Linked DNA regions of Ovis aries: region 2 is linked to region 1. A link is a contact called in public Hi-C data. All regions are on one chromosome and are shown on one strand. The core of a region is the stretch at or near the end of the contact, and the rest is flanking DNA. Distances in the headings are between cores, read along the strand shown. Region 1 has its middle 14 kb from the start of TRNAC-GCA. Region 2 holds the start of PRICKLE1 (prickle planar cell polarity protein 1).

Region 1 (5,909 bases), core at 510-3,009:
TGGCCAGGCTGCATGTCCCGGCCCTGACATCACGTGCCAGGTTCCCAGGAGCAGGCAGCCAGGGGACTTTGCCCAACACCTGGAACCAGCCCTCCACAGCCCTACTGGTGTCCTTTCCAATTTCTTTGCCTTTCCTTCATCTCCTGCAGTCCCCAAGCACAAGGACTGGTAACACTGACTTTAGAAGGGAAAGGATCACTTTACCAGTCTGTAATAGCATTTTTTTTTTTTTTTTTTACTGTTTAGAGGTCAAGGGTGGAGGAGAACCACTGCGTGTGTAGGACAGGGGATCATATCCTGTAGAAAAGGAGAGTGTGGAAAGAGACTTTAGAAATGCCGTCCAGGTACAAGTCATGAGATCAGGCAGCGACTGGAAGAAACAGCACAAAAGGCTACGAGACCAAATGGTCTTACAGCAAAGTACCCATCAGACGAACACAAAGGCGTTCTGCCCACAGAGACTAGGAAACCGGGTGCTCGAAGCACCTGAGGGGAAAAGCAGTCGTGCTCAGCAGAAGCCAAGAGCCATTCAAGATGGCAGAGGCATTACTAAGGCAAGCTAGAAACGATGAAGTGATAGGGAAACTGGGGTTAAAAAAGTCAGTCTGGGAGTTATTCTCGTACAGAAACAGGTACGATGTCTGGGGTGCCATGAGTGCTAAGTTCTCCCTCATGCTAGGGGGTGAAACATCTTGCAAATGGAAATAGGTTATCATGGTTCTATCCATGCAATTACAGAGCAGCATTTCCACCCCCCACTAATGAAAACTCTGGGTGAGTTTCCACAAGATGTGTTCCGTTTTCTGGTCTTTGGTGATCTTATAACACCAGCTCTTCCTTCAACTCCAGGCATTTCTTTCAGAAAGCAAGTTCTTTTTATATAACAGTCTGTCCTGGTATGTATGATAAAAAGATGCCACTGCAGCATAAATCTGGAGTGGCACGCTGCAAATTGCAAAAATTAAATAGCCTGATGATGTCTCCATGGCCTGTCTTCATAAAGATTATTATACTACAGAGTGTACACCTCACTTGCCAGCCATCAGTGAGAGAAAGGAACTATATACACTAATAAAGTCAATATTTTTAAGAACTATATGACAACTCCCTACAATATGAGCATATCTCCTACTACATAAGTGAAAACTAAGAGAGAGGTAGCCAGAGGGTGTGTAGAAATACAGGTTCTGGAGTCAGAGAACTTAGGTTTGATCAGTCCCAGTGCTCTAGTTTAGCAGCCCGCCTCATTGTTTAACCTCTCTAAGCCACAGTTTCTTCATCTATAAAGGGGGGGGGGGCGCGTAATAGTAGGACCTGCCTCATTAAGGGTATCATGAGGATCAAATGAGAATGCATTTCAAGCCCTTAGCAAAAGGCCTGGATTAATGAATGTTAGCTATTAGCATTTAGAAAGTTAATTCAACTCTGTTTTGCTATGTCTCTGAAGTACTAACCTGTGATCCCAATCTGCTCGCTTCCTTCCATCCAACTGTATAAGCCACAGCAACATCCAAAAACCCATGTTTATTTCTGGAAGCAGAAGGCATCTATCCAGAAGTCATACATCCAGAAGTCATGTATCCAGTCAAGGAAGTATAACCAAGGATGAACCAGACCTGTATTGAGAAAGCATACCTAGTTGAGAATGTCTGATCTACTCTAAAGCTTTTGTTTCCCAGAGGAGCAGACGGAGGCCCAGAAAGGTGAAGACTCTTCAGGGGTCACAACCCCAATTTCAGGATCTGCTTATTGACAAACCTGGCTCAGGCCTGAGACTGGGAGCCAAGTCTCTTGACTCTGATTGCACAATTTTGGCACCACCTCAGGCTGCCTTATGGAATTCAACAAGCATTTCCTGAGAAACCACAGTAGGGGTCATGAAGGAGAACAAGATGGTGATCCTGCCAAGAATGGCATTGAAATCTAATCAGGGAAACAAGCATTGGCGGTGTTAAGAATTCTAAGAGAAGTGCCAACAAAGTGCTAAGAAGGTTTAAGGGCTGCCTCCAACTCATGAAACTTTCATGAAGAAAGTAAATTTCTACTAGACTTTAAAGTAAAGGGAGTCATTTGTTCTAGAATAAATCATGTGAGCAAAGGCCCACGGCTTTAGAGAGAGCTTATAATTTTCTTAAACAGATGAAGGAGATGAACTATACAGAAGTGAGACATCTGGGATCAGGAAAAGCCTATTGTCCAAAGTATCTTATCAAGCCCCAAAGAGAATAAAATACTTCTCCGCTCTTCCCAAATTATTCAGAGTGTCTGCTTTCTGCTTGCCACTTATTCTGAAAGATGAAATGCGAGAGTTGGTAGCACCAAAAACAATTTTTGTTGGATTCCACCTCCAGAGATTCAAGGGGATGGAGATGCTCACTTTTCATTCCTTGGAAAAGTGGAAAGAAGCAAGTAGGAATACCCTAGCCCTCCACTGGAAAGTTAAGGAAGTGGTCTTGCAGGTGACTATTGGCAACTACCACCATTATATTTGTTCCCACTTGAGAAAAGGTAAGAACTCCAATATTTTTAAATCTCTGTTCTGCTCTGGAGTTCCAGCAAGTAGTACCTATAGCTTTCTATCACAGGGTAGAGCTATTAAAATTAAAGAGGTAATGCAGTTTCAATTTTCTTTACAACCATATTAAAATATTAAGAATAAGTTTAGAGTAGATAAATCCTCTGATCTTGTCCTGGTTAGCTATTCAGTTCAACTCAGTCAGTTCAGTCGCTCAGTCACATCCGACTCTTTGCGACCCCATGAACTGCAGTATGCCAGGCCTCCCTGTCTATCAACAACTCCTGGAATTTACTCAAACTCATGTCCACTGAGTCGGTGATGCCATCCAGACATCTTATCCTCTGTTGTCCCCTTCTCCTCCTGCCTTCAATCTTTCCCAGAATCAAAGTCTTTTCCAAGGAGTCAGTTCTTCACATCACGTGGTCAAAGTATTGGAGTTTCAGCTTCAGCATCAGTCCTTCCAATGAATATTAAGCATTGATTTCCTTTAGGATGGACTGGCTGGATCTCCTTGCAGTCCAAGGGACTCTCAAGAGTCTTCTCCAACACCACAGTTCAAAAGCATCAATTCTTCGGTGCTCAGCTTTCTTTATAGTCCAGTTCTCACATCCATACATGACTACTGGAAAAACCATAGCTTTGACAGGACATACCTTTGTTGGCAAAGTAATGTCTCTGCTTTTTAACATGCTGTCTAGGTTGGTCATATTTTTCTTCAAAGAAGCAAGCATCTTTTAATTTCATGGCTGCAGTCACCATCTGAGATTTTGGAGCCCCCCAAAATAAATTCTGTCACTGTTTCCACTGTCTTCCCATCTGTTTGCCATGAAGTGATGGGATCAGATGCCATGATCTTAGTTTTCTGAATGTTGGGCTTCAAACCAACTTTTTTACTCTCCTCTTTCTCTTTCATCAAGAGGCTCTTTAGTTCTTCTTCACTTTCTGCCATAAGGGTGGTGTCATCTGGATATCTGAGGTTATTGATATTTCTCCCGGCAATCTTGATTCCAGCTTGTGCTTCCTCCAGCCCAGCGTTTCTCATGATGTACTCTGCATATAAGTTACATAAGCAGGGTGACAATATACAGCCTTGACATACTCCTTTTCCTATTTGGAACCAGTCTGTTGTTCCATGTCCAGTTTTAACTGTTTCTTCCTGACCTGCACACAGATTTCTCAAGAGGCAGGTCAGGTGGTCTGGTATTCCCATCTCTTTAAGAATTTTCCAGAGTTTGTCGTGGTCCACACAGTCAAAGGCTTTGGTATAGTCAAAGAAGAAGAAGGAGATGTTTTTTAGGAACTCTCTTGCTTTTTTGATGACCCAACAGATGTTGGCAATTTGATCTCTGGTTCCTCTGCCTTTTCTAAAACCAGCTTGAACATCTGAAAGTTCATGGTTCACATACTGTTGAAGTCTGAGCATTACTTTACTAGCATGTGAGATGAGTGCAATTGTGCAGTAGTTTGAGCATTCTCTGGCATTGCCTTTCATTGGGATTGGCATGATAACTGAACTTTTCCTGTCCTGTGGCCACTGATGAGTTTTCCACATTTGCTGACATATTGAGTGCAGCACTTTCACAGCATCATCTTTTAGGATTTGAAATAGCTCAACTGGAATTCTATCACCTCCACTAGCTTTGTTCGTAGTGATGCTTCCTAAGGCCTACTTGACTTCGCATTCCAGGATGTCTGGCTCTAGGTGAGTGATCACACCATCATGATTATCTGGGTCATGAAGCTCTTTTTTGTACAGTTCTGTGTATTCTTGCCACCTCTTCTTAATATCTTCTGCTTCTGTTAGGTCCATACCATTTCCGTCCTTTATCGTGCCCATCTTTGCATGAAATATTCCCTTGGTATCTCTAATTTTCTTGAGGAGATCTCTAGTCTTTCCCATTCTGTTGTTTTCTTCTATTTCTTTGCATTGATCACTGAGGAAGGCTTTCTTATCTCTCCTTGCTATTCTTTTTAACTCTGCTTTCAGATGCTTATATCTTTCCTTTTCTCCTTTGCCTTTCACTTCTCTTCTATTCACAGCTATTTTTAAGGCTATTTGTTAGCTATTGCTGTGTAACAAATCACCTCAAAACTTGATGGTGTGAAACAATTATTTTGCTCTGCACAAGGATTATGATAGTTTAGATATTTGGAGAGGGTACAGCATAGATGGTATATCTCTACTCTCTGAGGAGACTCAAAGGCCCAAGGAAGGCTGGAATCATCTGGAGGCCTCTTCAGTCACTGCTGGTTGATACTGGCTGTCAGTTGGGACCTCAGCTAGTCTGTCCACCACTATACCTACATGTGGCTTCTCCATGTGTGTAAACAGGGGCTTCCTCACAGCAGTGAGGCTGGGTTCCAAATGTGAGTTTCCCAAGAAAGCAAGATAGAAGTGCATGGCATTGCATAATCTAGCCTTAGAAGTCATATAATGTCAGTCTTGCCATACTTGCTTGGTTGAGGTAGTCACAACATCTCCATGTCCAACAGGAGACACAGATCACATCTCTCAGTGGGAGGTGTGTCAAGATCGCATTGCAAGAAGAACACACAGGATTGGAGTATTACTGCAACCATCTTTAGAGCACACCCATCTGCAACACATCCCAGTCTATCATGCATCTGCCTGCCTGTGTGCCTGAAACATACACAATCAAAAGAGTATCTTGTGCTGATCAAGTGTTCCCTCAGCAGGAGTTATTAATTTTAAAAAATATCATTCATGTTGCACCTTACAGTTTGCAACTCTCCTTTACGGTATTCACAGAAATCCCGTGTGGTGGGAATTTTTCTCACACCAGTCTACAGATGAGTCCCTCATAGCTCAGTTGGTTAAGAATCAGCCTGCAATGCTGAAGACCTGGTTTCATTCCCAGGTCAGGAAGATCAGCTGAAAAAGGGATAGGCTACTTACTCCAGTATTCCGGCCTGGAGAATTCCAGGACTCTACAGTCTATGGGGTCGCAAAGAGTCGGACATGACTGAGCCACTTTCACTTCACTTCTACAGTTGAGAGAACTGAAGTTCAGGTAAGTTACATGAGTTTAGCCGAGACATCCGAGCAGTTAAGGGTAAACTCAGAATTTCACCTCAGAACTTTGAACTCTAAAGTCTTTATTATTTTCACGCTTTCTTTTAAGCAAGTGAAAAAGTATTTATGATAGATGATGATAAATATATTCACAGAAATCAATAAATATTAAATGAATGAATGAATAAACACTAGATTCAAACTGGCAATCATTTATCAGAGTGCTAAGGAAGTGGCTAAGCTTAGTTTTGATAAAACAACAAAATTCCTTCGGAAGGTAAGGCTGAAAAAAACACCACAGTAGAAAACTCCTAAAGCCAATCTGGACTCTGAAATGGGGAAGAATTAGGTAACGGT
Region 2 (6,222 bases), core at 989-3,488, 98 kb after region 1:
AGAGGCGAGAAAAGAGTGTCTTTACTTGAAGAGCTCTTTATCAAGAATTTGGGATGGGTTGGGTGGGGAAGAATGAGTTGTTGACTGGTGATTTGAAATGTCTTCAGTATTAAGCTGGTGCTTAATAAATAATAATAAAGAAATTACTAAAAAAAAAAAAAAGACTTTGTACCACGTTGGTTTGCATAGACAAAGAAAATAACACCATTAGGATAAAAGACCCAGAAGAAACTGAATAGTCCACAATAAAGAATACTTTTTCAGATTAAGTCCAAAATAGTTCTTTCCTAACTTACAGGACTTTGCTTGGAGGCTGGTGTAGAGAAGGGTGGTGTGAGACAATGCCTTATACACCAGCACTGTATAAACTTTCTACCTGCTGAGTCGTTTCTGCATGCCTAGCATTCAATCCTCCCAGCAGCTCTCTGGGGATGGATATTATTATCCTCATTTACAAATGAAGAACCTAAGCACCACTTTCATCCTAACTACATTATCCTAGGCTGCATTTGGGAAGCAGCTGGACAGAGATTTGAACTCAAATTTCTCTAAAAACAAATTATCACATGTACCATCCAAAGTAATTTTGGGAGTCCTGGTTGAAGATCAAGTGTTCACCTTTGCAATAGGTCCAAAAGATGCTGTTCAGTGCATTGTCTAAACAGATAGCAATCCCCTTAACTGGCAACTGTGAACACCCTACAGTGCCCAACATGTTTGCTACCAAACAATAGGTGTTCAACAAATGAAACTTTTGTGAGGTCACCACAGAGCTCCAAGTCCTCTGATATCAGATTGATTTATCGATTTATTTCTCATCATAAGAAAGTAGCATTGTCTCCAGTTAATAGGGAGATCCAACTGCACCTTCCATAAATATACTTCTCTTGAGCTGCTCCATACCCAATTCTGCTGGCCACAAGTACCGACTGGTCCATCAGAGAGGATTTTCTCAGGAAGATGCAGTGATGCTTGGTCAGTGATGCTTTCCTCCACCCCATCCTCCACTGATTCTATTCCACAGTGTTATTCAATTTGTTGGAAAACTAATTTGACTTGAAGGTGTCCATTGAAACAATAGACAGGCACCCACAGATGGAGAGTGGACTCTTTGCCCTTATAAGTACTGATTTTCACAACCTCTATGGGTGGAATAAATCATTTTGTCAGCCTTCTGGACAGTTCTGGAGTTTAGGTAGAAGCTAAAAGGCTACAGCTTAATAGAAGCATTTGTAACCCTGTTAAGATAAACACACACAATTCCAAAAAAAATGCTGAGAAGCAAGACAGCCTAGGTTGTTTTCCCCCAGATTCCCATCAGGTACAAACACCGGGAACAAGCGGAGTTACTTCAAAAGCAACAGTCTTGTTTCCTGAAAGATCTGTGCTCAGAAGTTTAGAAACTCAGGGGTGAATCTAGAGGTGAGAAAGTTTTCACGGCGCAGGGAGATCTAAATCAGATTTGGAATTGCAGAGCACAGGGCTGTGGCCAAACTTTCCTTAAATTTGTACTATTTCCCCTTCATTTTGTCTTAAATGTTATTGATTTTATATCCTTTTTTCATCAACTCAGAATTTGTTCAGTATTCCCTTATTTTACTCCCAGTTAAAATAGAAGAGATTTGGTGCTCCGAAAATTTCTAGAATTAGCTGTTTTGATTTTTCTTAAAGAAATTTAAAAATCCATCGATTAACACACCGCCCTCCCTCACGCATGCACACATCCTCTTCTTTCAGGAAGATGTTACAGTGTCCCAGAGGGTAGTAGAAGGGATTGAGAGGTCAAGGAATCCCTAGATTTTCAGAGACACCTGTCAAGTTGGGCTCAACACCTGCTGTCCGATCCACCCTCTGTAACCCCGGTGGAATGAAACTCCACTGATCTGGAACTGGAACGAGTGAGGGGGGTTAAGGTTCTAAGGCGACACAGATGTCAGGGCAGAACTTTCCAACAAGCTGAGCTCCACTTCATCTGAGAAAATGCGCCTGAGAGCCCAGCCCTGGAGACTGGGCAGACTGAAAACATGGAGTAGCTTGGCCAGGAAAATGATCATCGCGATGAAAGTAGTATTTTGAATACGACTCTAAGTGCGACACGCTAACTTGGCTCAGGCCGGGACGTTGCGACGAGCTGAGGTTTTCACATGCGCTCCTCAGACTCTTGAGTTTTTATTGAGATGACCAGGGTGGGAGGGGAGGGCAGGCTGAATCTGTGGCTTCTTGCTCGGAGGTGGAGACAGCCCAGCCTGCGGGACTACACGAGATAGGATCGAGTACAATCCGGTCCCCAGTGAGGCGAGGCGCGCCGGAAGGAATCGAAGTAAGAGTTTAATTAACTATCCCGCCCCGACCAAGCCAAAGGAAAAGAACCCCAAATAGGCAACCCCGAAACCGTTTGATCAGAGGAAATTGGGTTTGTCTTTTTTGCTCCTTCACCCTTCCTGTCTTTCCATCCATCAGAATGCTTGGTTTAAAAAAAAAAAAAAAAAGCGTATAATTGGGGGCGGGGCAGAGAAGACCCGACTGCACTTGAGAACCCCGGCTGCGCCCAGGCGAACTTCATCCCGCAGATTGCGCGGACTCAGCTCAGCCCTCCCGCGGCGCCGAGCCGGTCCAACCAGCCCGGGCTCCGCGCGCCCTCGGCCGCCGGAATCCGGCGCCGACCCGCCAGCCTTTCGCAGCGGAGCCGGGGCCGCGTGGGCGCGCGCGGCCCGGATCCCGCGGCGGGTTCCGCGCTCCGCGTTTTCGCTCGCGCCGGGCGGGCGGCCGAGGGCGGGGTGCGCGGCGGCGCGGAGAGGGCTGGGGAGCCGGGCGCACTCCGCCTGCAGCCCCGCGAGCGCCGCCTCCCGCGGCCGCCGCGCCAGACAGCGCGCCCCGGAGCGTGCCCGCCTCGCGCCGCCAGCGCTGACCTCCGCGAGGGGCGCCGCGGCCGCAACGGCCACGTCCCGGGTGCCGGGTGGTTTCTGCGCTGCCCGCCTTCGCCCGCCGCTGACACCGCGGAGCGCGGGTCCGCAGAGCCGACGCAGAGTCGACGACCGTCCAGCCGAGTCCCGCTCCCTCTCTGAGGTGAGTGGGCTCTGCAGAGGGGCTGCGGGTGCGGCGGTGGGCGGCTAGCGCCGCGGGGTAAGGGCCGAAAAGGTCCGCGTCACTGCGGGGCGTCTGACACTCGGAGTGGTTCGGTGTCGCAGAAGATGCGGGAGATGGGCATAACCGGTTTGTTGGGCTGTGTAGACAGTGAAAGCAGATACTGGGGCTGCGGCACCAGAGGGCTTCAGATAGCCTGCCCGCACCGCTCCTGTTGGCTGCAGCACAACCAACTCTTCCTTTGATTCTTCCCTGCGTGGAAACCGTTCAGGGGCCCCAGAGTTGGGGCGCTGCGGGGCGCAGGGAGGCCAGGGCGCATTGGTCAGTGTCCGCCGCTTAGGATCGCCTGTCACCTACCGGCGTCCAGAGGCAGGCTGCCGACTCTCCCCTAACACTCCGGGGAAAGGGTCGATTGCTTTTTTCCTGGGGTGCATCAGCCCCCTACCTCCCGCCCCAGCAGAGCTGTTTTCTGCGTGTAACACGAATATGGGAAAGAATGGGAGCGTCGACTTCCTTTTAGGCAGAAAAAGTTAAAGAAACTGGGCATGTTAATAATTAGCAGGACCCGGACTCAGGATGCAGCAGAAAGCTGTTAAATTTTCATTGCCCTCTAAGAAAAACAAACGGCATCGCCAGTGACTATTGGCAGTGCCGTGTTATTTTGGGGACTTTGGGGAAATTGTCCACAGATTGTCTTCAGGAGGCTGAAGAAGGAGGTGGGGGTGGGGGAAGGACGGCTGGCACCGCTCTGCGTTCCAGCTTGCCTAAGGAGGGTTCAGAATCACAAGCCAAACACGTTTGGTTGCTGATTTCTTGAAGAGTATGGAAGGCAGAGCCACTGCGGCCCTGAGCAAGGTGAAGAACACGGCATGGGAACTGCCTAAAGGAAAAGAACATGTAAGGATCTTGCCTCTCCCAAGGAATTCAGCTGCATTTGTGCTATAAAAAGCATGCATATATATGTGGCTTTTAGGATGGGTTTTATGGAGAAGAGGTTGTATGTGATGAAATTGTACCTGCGGTAGTTTGTCTAGCTCCCAATTTTAACCAGTACTTCAGAAGGGTGTTTGCTGCTGATGTTACATAATCAATGTGGTTCACTGTCAGATATTTTTTAATGTGTTTTTGGAGTAAAAGGAACTTCCATCTGTTACTTCAGACAAACCCAAGGTGTAGACGGGTGAGGGTTGCTGAATATTTGCCCTGGTCTGGCTCCAGATGTGTGAGCTCAGCTGTTGCCTGTCACTTAGGTGACAACTGGCCTTTTCCCACTAAGCCTTTGCTGTCTCCATTATCCTCAGTGAAGTGTTCAGTCGCCTTCTATTATCAGAGTGGACTCTAGCCGCTTGGGAGGCGGTAGCCTTGTTTGACCATTCCCAACAATATGTCTGTTTTCAGACTTTAGGAAGGGGGAAAAGAAATCCCATGACAGCAAGATAGATACATTCTGAATTGAGCACCAACTTAATCCAAAGATCCTGCTTTAATCAAGACAGCTCTGGAAGAATGACGCAATATTTGTCAAGCCTTTTTCTCTGGAACAATATTTACTCCCACCAGGGGATTTTAAACTTAAACAGCAGCCATTTATCTTGCTGTCTGGTGGGGCCCGGTTCAGTTTGCCTCCATGTGGTCCCAGCCTAGGTGGCTGGGCCGGGCCTGGGACAGGAATCTGTCATTGTAGCCCAGCTGGAACCTGAAGAAAGCAAAATACAGCACCTGCTGGTACCAGGGAGTTCCTAAATGCCGTCAACTGGCAAGTCAGGAAATACAGAGGAGATGTTTTAAAGCCCTTCCAGAAATGTTTATACAAAGGATTTAAAGGTTAACAATGCATGTGCTCTACATATTAAAACTAAAAGGTGCTAGAAATAAATGGACATTACCCACAGTTGAAAGTTGGCACACTGCTGATGAACTTGAAAATCTCTATTTTGATAAACCATGGCCAACGACAGTGACTTCTCATGACTAAGCCTAGGAAGGAAGGAAAGGGAGGGACTTCTGAAGAACCAAAGGACTGGATGGAACATAGGGGGAGCCATATTGATATAAGCAAATGGGTTTTGTAAGTTAATTTTTCCATTCTTAATTTACTACTAATTTGTGATTTATCACTAAATGACCCTGTTGGTTCACAGGTTTTTAAGGAAAAGTGATGTATTTTACTCGTGACAGATTCAATCAGTTCTGCCAGTAATACCACTGAACCTTTAAAAGTTTATCATGTTTTTAAAATCAGGGTCTATGGAACCACCATTTGTCTTTCTAATTAAGGAGGTTGTAATGAGTCAGCTTGGGTCACCCAAGTAAAAGTTAATATCAGCTGAATGAAGAAAAGACCCTTATAAGAGTTAATAGCTAAACTATAAAGTTTAGAGTCAGATATAGGTAAAAGTCTGGTTACTCCTAATAACCTCTCCTACGATAACTCTGAAAAGACACAAAAGAAAAGAGGTAACAACTTAAAAATTCTTAAGTCAGAATTTTAAAAAGCTGAAATCTAAGTTTTGAAAAGTGACATTGTGAGATAATTTCTATAGAAGCTTTTATAATTACTTGAAAATCAAACAAAAGGGAGTTGAGTCTTATGACTGACTCTTCGTAATACTCATGAAATGGAACAGGAATTTTTAAAATGATTCTCCAGTAATTAAGTGTACCTGTTGTAATGGTATATACATGGTACTTGAGAATGCCCATATTACAGGAAACAATTTTCAGAAAAGATTATTCTGGTTACTGCAGTTAATTTTCTGGTTAAAGTAGTTTATAAAGAGTAAATTTTTCCTTTTAAAGAAGGAAAGTAATTTTAAAAGTCAAAGTGATCCTCATCTGTGCATAAAAATGTTAAAGATGCCAATGGGCTAGGGTAGACACCTTCCACTTGGGAGAAAAATAGCTCTTTTTTTCGCTCCAGGTTACATAAAATAGTACTAATTGTTTAACTCATTCAAGTGAGAATATTCAGTTTGCTTAAATGCAGGCCTAATTATTTCACAATAAAGAGAGTTAGGAAAGAGAATGAGTTGTGTTTCTAGGTTGGTTGGTTAGTTGGTATTTTGAGGGTTCACTCCTGCTTTGCTGTCTGGTCTCAGAACAAAGCAGTAGTGTGTTGTGCCCTGGTATCTTTAGAAG

What was found. Hi-C and Micro-C count contacts between places; a contact is called where the count stands out from the background.
Region 2: a contact with region 1 is called in a Hi-C map of tail adipose tissue, with 2.2 times the contacts expected there. The contact joins the promoter of PRICKLE1 here to the enhancer-like site in region 1. A contact is called at or near these places in 2 of 16 Hi-C or Micro-C datasets (omental adipose tissue and tail adipose tissue).

What each region holds. Positions count from the first base shown.
Region 1 is chr3:144,249,147-144,255,055 of ARS-UI_Ramb_v3.0, forward strand. No RefSeq gene overlaps it. Among named protein-coding and RNA genes, the nearest start is that of TRNAC-GCA, 14 kb to the right of the region's middle. Within about 2 kb of position 1,760, at least 6 of the 54 cell types and tissues checked have an H3K27ac peak or open chromatin away from gene starts, as enhancers often do. A contact at or near this core is called in tail adipose tissue, where this site is marked.
Region 2 is chr3:144,346,878-144,353,099 of ARS-UI_Ramb_v3.0, forward strand. PRICKLE1 (prickle planar cell polarity protein 1) reads left to right here and starts at 2,239. Exons shown (of 10, transcript XM_060412711.1): 1 at 2,239-2,320.